Linked DNA regions of Mus musculus: region 1 is linked to region 2. The links are chromatin contacts, called in public promoter capture Hi-C maps. All regions are on one chromosome and are shown on one strand. Each heading gives the region's core, a stretch centred on a gene start, on an enhancer-like site or on the middle of the called end of the contact. The rest is flanking DNA. Distances are from core to core; before and after follow the strand shown.

Region 1 (4,083 bases), core at 366-2,865, 2.7 Mb after region 2:
AGCTGGCCTCAAATTAACTATGTGGTCAAGGATGACCTTGAACTTGTAGATCTTCCTGCCTCCACCTTCCAAGTGCTGGGCTTACACACGTGGACCTCCTTCTCGCTGGCTTGCTTCTGTTTTCCTTTCTCTCTTTCTCTTTCTCTTCGGAGAAAGGATCTATCTCTGTAGCCCAGGCTGCACTTGAAATCACTGTACTCCTCCGCCTCGGCCTCCTGAATGCTAGGATTGTCGGCATGTGCTACTGTGCCCAGCTCTACTGAGTTTTATATAGTATCATTTAGATCTCCCAGTAGCTAGTACACAACAGGTACTCCGTGTTATATTTCATTTTTTTTAAGTTTTAACTGATTTTTGTTTTAATGTTTTAAAGCATTCAATTTATAGCCCAAGGGGATAAAATTGAATAAACGAAACAGATAGAAAGCTAACTAAATACTCCAGTTCTTAGAGGATCCACCAAAACCAAGAGAACTAATTCTGGGACAAAGACAAAAGAGCATCTTGTTGTTATGAAAAGTAGTTCAGGTTGTTAAACAATTGTTGGGTTAACGTTAGTTTTCTTTGTCTTTTATTGTTCTTTTTAATTCATCTGCGAGTGAGGGCTATAAGACAAGGGTACTGGGTTTTTCTCGGAGCACAATGGGTAAAGGAGGAAGGGGTTCACATTACATTTGCCAAAGAGCAGGCATCTGGCCAGAGTAGTCATCAGCTCTTTTCCCCAATAACGGACCTCAGATCTGCTCCTTAGGCCACCAAAGAAGCTGGAAGCACTTCAGAAGCACAGACTGGGGGAGCTGCCAGCCCGGACCGGGGATGAGAACATAACACCTTAACTCCCCATTCCCCCTGCAAGCGCCCGTCCTGGACAACGCTTTGCGCGCCTTTCCCTCCGAGATCAATAACCGCACCCTGCACCCTCCCTCCGGGGAACTGATTAGAACAACCGGCCTTCGCTCCTCGGGTCACTAAATTCTCCACTTCGACCTTTCCTCCCGCCCACTCCCCGAAAGCACGTGCAAAAACGGGTAAAACGGTCTTGGTAGCTGGCAAGCCGGGGGATGTCTGTTTTTTCACCCTGAGGGGCCCTTCCGCGCACTCAGCCCGACACCGTCCGGAGCAGCCCGCCAACGGCTCAGCACTCAGCCCTCGGGTCCCGCCGCCCGTGCGCACCTCGCGTGTGCCGGCCCGCCGCCCCCGACACACTCACAAGGTGTCCAGCAGCAGCTTGGCGGCGCCCTCGAAGCTGAGCCGTTGCCGCTTCTGGAACGTCTCCCAGCGCTCCCGCTGCTCCCCCAGGTCGAGCGCCGACACCGAGGCGGCGGGGGTGACCGCCGGCGGTGGCTCCTCGGCGGCCGCCTCCTGGGCCCGCGGCGGTGGCTTGGGCCGCGGCTTTGCCGACGGCTGCGGACCGACCGCCCCGCCCCCGCCCCCGGCCCCGGCCCTAGTCCTGCTCCGGGAGCGCTGCGCGCGGCTTTCGCCGCCGCTCAAGCCCCCGGTGGCCCCCGAGCGCCGCTGCTCCCGCGGGCCGGTGGCCACGGCACTGCGAGTCCGCCGCATGTCTCCCTCAGCCGGGCTCGCAGGCCTCTCGGCTCTGCGCGCTCCCGCCGGCCGATGCGCGTCCCCGCCTCCGACAACCTGAAGGCCCCGGGGGTGGTGCGCGGCGCTCCGGAACACGCGAGCTAGGGACCCAACTAAGAGACCCTGGCCGTGGGGCCGGCCGAGCGCTGAGGGTCTAACGAGACCGCGCCTGCACCTGCGCTTGCAGGTAGCGGTGCCCGTTTGATCAGCGAAGGAGCTTCCAGCCTCCACTGACTCCAACCACACATTTCTAACTGGGGACCTGGGTCAGGCCTCAGTTCATAAATTCACGGCCACATCAGAGCTGGCACGCTTGGGTGACTTCGTGGTTTCCAAGGTGGTAACACTACCAACTTGGCAGAGGCCATCATGTACCTAATGTGAGCTAACGTAGTATGTAAATTGTCGGATATCTGCTACTGGAAGCATAAATGACAGCTGGAGTCAGTTTGATCAATGGTCAACAGGTTTTTTGGTGGTTTTGCAGAACTGAGAATAGGACCCACAGCTTTGAGAAAGCACTCTTGCACTGAGCCACATTCCCAGCCCTAGATTTTGTTTTCAATTTTAAGTAAATGGATCCAGGATTACATTCCATTCATAAGCTTTTGCAGAATACCGTATTGACGTTTAAAGACAAAAATCCCAAGAACCATCCACTGCGGTATCCCAGATAGTCTCCAAACCCTTTCAGTTGTTCTCACACTTTTAAAGAAACGTTTTCTTTTACTCGTTTTTGGTGCATTTTTCATTTTTCAACTTAGTTCTGTTTTTGTTGATTTTATTACAATATAGAGTCCATTTATTATCTTTAATGATGAAAATATGGGTTTTCCCAAATACAGCTTGATTAATTCATAAATCCTCATTAAGTTTTAACACAAAGTTCTCAATAATTGAAACTTCCTAGATGCATAATTTGTTTTGGTGTTTCCTTTGTGCCCGTATCTTAAATGTACAGATTTGCATGCACCAATTCAGATGTGGCATATCCTAGCCACATCTAGACTATCTCCAAAAAGCAAGCAGAAGTGACCACTGTTTTGTTTTGGCTTTTTCTCACTGTGACTTACTTTCGCCTGTTTTGTGTATTTAGAGACAAGGTCTAACCGTGTAGCCCTGGCTGGCCTGGAACTCACGAATAAGGCTCAGGTTTATCTTAGCTCACTGTGATCTGCCTGCCTCCACCTCCTGATACACATTACAGTTTTAAAAATCTTTATTCAGGAGGAGAGCGAAGTATGCGGGTGCATGGGGAGCAGAAGACAGTCTACACCATGAGTTCTCTTCTTGCACCAAACAAGCTGTCTGGTGACAGGCACCTTTACTTGGCTGCCGGGCTTGTTTGAGTCAGGGCTTCATTCTTTAGCCTAGTCTAGTCCTAGACTCACTAAGTAGCTAAGGCTGGCTTCAAACCTGTACCTATTCTCCAGCCTCAACCTCCCAAGTGCTAGAATCACAGGTGTGATCTACCACACTACTTTAGCCTATCTTTGAATGTCATTTCAAAAATAGCATGTACATTGTTAAATCTAATACTGTTCAACATTTTGGAAATAATTGATATTATATATACACACATATATACATATATGTACATATATAATTTATTGATGTCAATATGATCTATGCGGATTGGCTTTTGTTAATGCAACACAAACAAGGGTCATCAGAGAGGGAACCTTAACTGAAAAAAAAATGCCTCCATCAAATTAGTGGGTAAGTCTGTAGGTCATTTCCTTGATTCATTATTGATCACCATCACCCCTGGGCAGGTGGTCCTGGACTCACTCTATGAGAGCAGGCTGAGCAAGCCTGTAAGCAGTGTTCTTCCTTCATGGCTTCTGAATCAGTTTCTGTCCTGACTGGCACAGCAGTGGGGGAGAAAATTTACATAAGAATATATCACCGTTTATTTTGTGTGTGTGTGTGTGTGTGTGTTGCAAGTGTATGTCAGAGTTCAATGATGGGTGTCTTCATGGTTCTCCACCTTCATCCTGAGGGAGGGTTCCTCACTGAAACGGGAGCTCACACTCTGCCTACACTGGAGGGTCACTGAACTCAAGGAGATGACTTTCCCTAGCAGCTCCACAGTGGGTGGGGCTACAGACTTGTGACCCCAGTGTCCACTTTTATATGGGTGCTAGGAATCCTAACTCAGGGCTTCATGTGTGTGTGGCAGGCTAGCCCCTAGTCCCCTTACATTTATTCTCTTAACTACTTTTGTTTCTAATTTGTACAAATGTGATAAAGCTTGTATTCACTTTTACATTTTTACCCAAGTCTTTTGGTAGATCAGTTTCTCTCCAAACATTCAAAGTGGAATTTCTGGTTCACAGGTTAAGACTGTGTTGTGACCAAGTCTTATGTAGTCAGTGTTGTCTTATTCAACAATCCTCCTGCCTCTACCTGTCACAGATGCTAGGACTACAGGCATGTGCCACCATGCCTAGCGAGCATCATTCTTTTTAAGGAACTATGAAGGTTTTAAGCTGGCCGGCC
Region 2 (4,325 bases), core at 19-2,518:
TAGATGACAAGGAGGGTGAGTTTCTTTAAAGATATTTATTTTTCCTGAATGTATGTATGGGTATAACACACTTGCCTGGTGCCTGAGGGGGCCAGAAGAAGGTGTTGAATCTCCAGAAACTGAAGCTACAGACTGTTGTGAGCACTGTCTCTCTTCCATGTTAGCATGTCTATCAGTGGTGGTTCCTTGTTGTGGTCTTATTTAGGCAGCCATATTATTATGGAAGTTTTTCTGTCATTTCCAGAAAACATAATCTCACAACAGATTGTCTGGTCCTCCCATGTAACTTGCTTGGCCTTTTGGGACATGAGCTTTCTAGCTTTGTCTTTATCTTTCTTATTTTGGAAACATCCAGCCATCCCTCTTCTCTTTAGGACAGAGTCTTTTTAAAAAATCTTTACAAACATCCTGTGTATCCGTCTGTCTCTCTTTCCCTCCCTCCCTCCCTCCCTCTCTCTCTCTCTCTCCCCACGTTTTGGCAATATGTATGTCTGTGCACCACATGTGCCCATGGAGGCCAGCAGAGGGTGCTGTATGCATCCCCTGTGTTCAGAGTTGAGAGGATTGTGAGCAGCCAGCAGGGTGCTGGGAATCTAGATCAGGAAGGACCAAGATTTAACATACAGAGACCTTTCTTTACCAAAAATACCTTCATGTTTGCATCCTTTAAAATATTTTTTCTACCTACTAATTCCTTTTTTTTTAATAACATGAAGCACAGTAACAAATTTACAGACATATTTGGAGATTCACTATTGAATCCAGTGATGTTAGGATGGACACAGAGCATCTGTTTTTTTTAGAACCTTTATAGATTTGAAGGTTACACCTCTGATAGCTTTAAATTTTATAAGGTTATGGTTGCAAACATTCAGCATCTATGAACAAAGAGGATCACACACAGCAGGTGTATCTGCCTTTACCTGTACCTAAAACCTGAAATCCTCCCTGTCTATACTTGGGAATGACAAGCTGTTTAAAAACCTGTACCCATAATCCGGGATGGCTGGAACTTTGTTGGGCTCAGAGCTCAACGAAGTAAGCGCTCAATAAATACCTAAGGATTTGTTCCTCCGGTGGTGAGCTCCTCCATCCACCACTGCCTCAGTAGGAAGAGTGCTCCAGTCTGGCTTTCACAGGCGGCTGTAACCTGGGACTGGATGTCCCAGGGCGATCAGCACCCACGTCGCGCTCACCTTCTCTGGGCGCATGTCCCTTTAAGGGCGGCGGGGCTGCGCGCCGGCCTCGCTCTGGGCCGGAGCCTGCGCGTCCGTGTCCGCGGTGGAGGCTGCGTCTGCCGCGGGCCCCGGGCGAGGAGCGGGGCGATGCATAGGCTGCGCGGCTGCTGTGCGCGTCCCCGCGGTGCCCCGCTACGGGCCGAGCGGAGCCGGGCGAGCAGCCGCGCCCTGCGGGTGCTGGTGGACATGGACGGCGTGCTGGCGGACTTTGAGGGCGGCTTCCTCCGGAAGTTCCGCGCGCGTTTCCCCGACCTGCCCTTCGTGGCGCTGGAGGACCGGCGCGGCTTCTGGGTGTCGGAGCAGTACGGACGGCTACAGCCTGGGCTAAGCGTGAGCACCAGCCGGCCCCGCAGCCGTGCCCCGCGGGGAGGGGAAACTGAGGCCGCAGCTGTCCAGCCCCAAGCCAGCTCGACTCCTCCAATGACCTTTGGCGGGTTCTTTGGTACCACACGGATCCTGGGAGGACTAGGGCTACAGGGCTAGAGGGACCAACCATTCAGCTGTTGCTGGGTTTCCAGCTATCTCCTTAATCCCCCTTCCCAGCTGGACTCCCTTTTCCCCTCTCTTCCTCTCTCCTGCCGCTGCCCTTCAGTATCCACTTCTTCTAAATATTGGAGATTGAACCCAGACCTCTGTAGACTAGACAGGCTCCCAACCACTGACCTACATCTCCCATCCTCTTACTTTGTACTTTGTCCTTCATTCTCACTAGCTTCCCTAGGCTGCCCTTGAACTAATTCACTGTGTAGCCTAGGGAGGCCTAAATTTTTGATCCTCCTGTTTTATAGTCTCTCAAGAAGCTGAGACTGCAAGCCATGCTGGGCTTGAATTTTAAATTCTTGGTGTGTTTGGCCTCAGATAATTGGTTACATTAAAAACAAACAAAAACAAAAAACAAAACCGAGCATTCTCAGTCTCTTACCCAGACATGGCTATCCCTCCCAATGAAATTGACAGGAGTGTCTTTGCCATCCTCTTTTACCCCATGGAAGCATAACTTTGAGTGATACTGTATGCTAGAGAATGTGACTTGCAGAGTGTCACATGGGGAGTCGGACTGGGAAGAGTGAAACTTCCCTCTTGACCAGTGTAAGGTTTTTGGTAAGACCTTGGGCACCACTCCCCCAACCTTCCCATCCCTCATGGCTAGACAGAGATCCAGGCTTTTTGGTAAAGTGTAATTTGGAGACTTAAACTATTCTATGAAAGGAATAGGGGGATTTGCTCAGCATAAACTTAGAAACTCCAGCGTTTCTCACTTGGTTGTCTAGGGGCTATAGTGCTTGATGGTCAGAGGAGTGTTTTTTGTTTTTGTTTTTTAACTTATCAGGTTTGTAACATCTCGTTCTTCACAGTCTTCCAGGACTGAAGGCAGTGAGGTCATGAAGAAAAAGACACACAGAGAGCTGGGCTCTTTTCTGGAGAAACCACAGCACTCTTGGAAGCCCAGGGTGTTTGTAGGGATCAACAGAAAGGCGGGTGTATACGGATGGGCAGGGATGGGGACAGAGGTGTAACGAAACAGGGGAGGCAGTCTGCAGGGGGGAAACATTCAAGGGGGAAAGCTAGAGTGGCCATTCTCTGCATATACTGTCAAATTCTATACTTGGACCAGAGGAAGGCTTCTTCATGCCAGGGGATGGGGGTGGGGCTTTGCCCTTCCTTCATGGGTCTGAGGTTCTGGGGTGCTGACACAGCTCTGCCTATGTCAGTGACAGCACATTGCCTCAGGACTTCACTCAGCACTCTCTCCATTCCCTTATCTTGCTGTGGGAAGATGCTCCTGTTTCCTCCTTGCACACAAGGAGACCTGCCATCCTGCCATCATCACATCACGGGGTAGTAAGGAGCGCAGATGGGATTCAAGCCCCAGCAACACGTCTGCCTGCTCCACACAATTCTCTCCAACCACCCTACTGCCCTGTTCTCTGTTCTGCTTTCTCTTTTGATTTCAATACAGTACGGGGGTGGGTGGTAATACAGCTCAATGGTAGAGGATTGTCTAGCTAGTACAAGACTCTAGGGTTCTGTCCTAGCACTGCAGCTCTGCACCCCCAGCTCCCAGGCCCCTACATGATAAAGAAGGTACCTCCACAGTAATTTGGTTTACTGAGGGACAGGTATTTAAAGGGGACATGGGGTATCATTTCTGTTCATTCACAGATGGTACTGCTGCAAGCATCTCCACAGAGCCCAGATAGCTGATCTCTCCCGTGCTGAGACCTATGAAAGCTTTAAACCTAAGGAAATGCTCTGTCACCTCAGCAATCAACTGCTGCACTGCATAGGGTTCACTTACAGATGGCTGACCAACATTTGAATTTGGGGGACATAGTTTCCTTGTAGGAATATATTAAATTTAGTTTTATGTGTGTGGGTGTTTTGCTTTTATATACACATGTGCATTGTGTACAGTCCTGGTGTACAAAAGGTCAGAAAAAGGTATCCAAAGCCTTAGAACTGGAGTTACCATGTAGGTGCTAGGACTGAACCCAGGTCCTCTGCAAGAGCAACAAGTACTCTTAACCTCTGAGCCGTCTCTCCAGCCCCGGGAATATACTAATGGGATAAAATGAAATCTACCCAGACTCTGCAAGCTGACTTGTTTCAAACCGTACCATAGAGAGGAGGAGGAAAAGGAGGAAGAAGAGATAGAGATGGAGGAAGAGAAGGGAAAGGAGAATACAATGAAGGTTTAGGGGTTTAGCTTACCAGTAGTGTTTGCCTAGGATGCGTGAGGCCCTGGGTTTTCTTAGTACCATAAAACAACAAAGAAAGTAGCAGTGGCTCAGTAGCCCCTTGTATAGATATTCCAGGCCCAAAAGGACTAATTCCTGACTTCCAACTGCAAAATGAGAAAGTGTGTGGCAGGAAGGGCTGCAGGGACGGGAGAAACCTACTGGTTTCCGCTCATTCCTTTCCCAAGCCTCAGCTCACTGAAGAACATCCAGAGCCTCCCCGTAGCCTGGTTGTCTAAATATCTGTGGTTATACCAAACAGTCTAGGTATAGTAGATGTGGCCACTTTCAAATTTGTATTCTTGCCCCTTGGTATTGAGGCTTCCTGGACCCTAAGGATACCAAAATC

What was found. Promoter capture Hi-C pulls out the DNA fragments that hold promoters and counts their contacts.
Region 1: a promoter capture Hi-C map of liver shows a contact between it and region 2, with 5 times the contacts expected there. The contact joins the promoter of Cenpv here to the promoter of Nt5m in region 2. A contact is called at or near these places in 2 of 39 promoter capture datasets (cranial neural crest and liver).

Annotation. Positions count from the first base shown.
Region 1 is chr11:62,537,646-62,541,728 of GRCm38.p6, forward strand. It overlaps Cenpv (centromere protein V), which reads right to left and starts at 1,616. Exons shown (of 5, transcript NM_028448.1): 1 at 1,211-1,616. The coding sequence starts at 1,560.
Region 2 is chr11:59,846,805-59,851,129 of GRCm38.p6, forward strand. It overlaps Nt5m (5',3'-nucleotidase, mitochondrial), which reads left to right and starts at 1,269. Exons shown (of 5, transcript NM_134029.2): 1 at 1,269-1,568. The coding sequence starts at 1,326. It also overlaps a transcript of Cops3 not described here.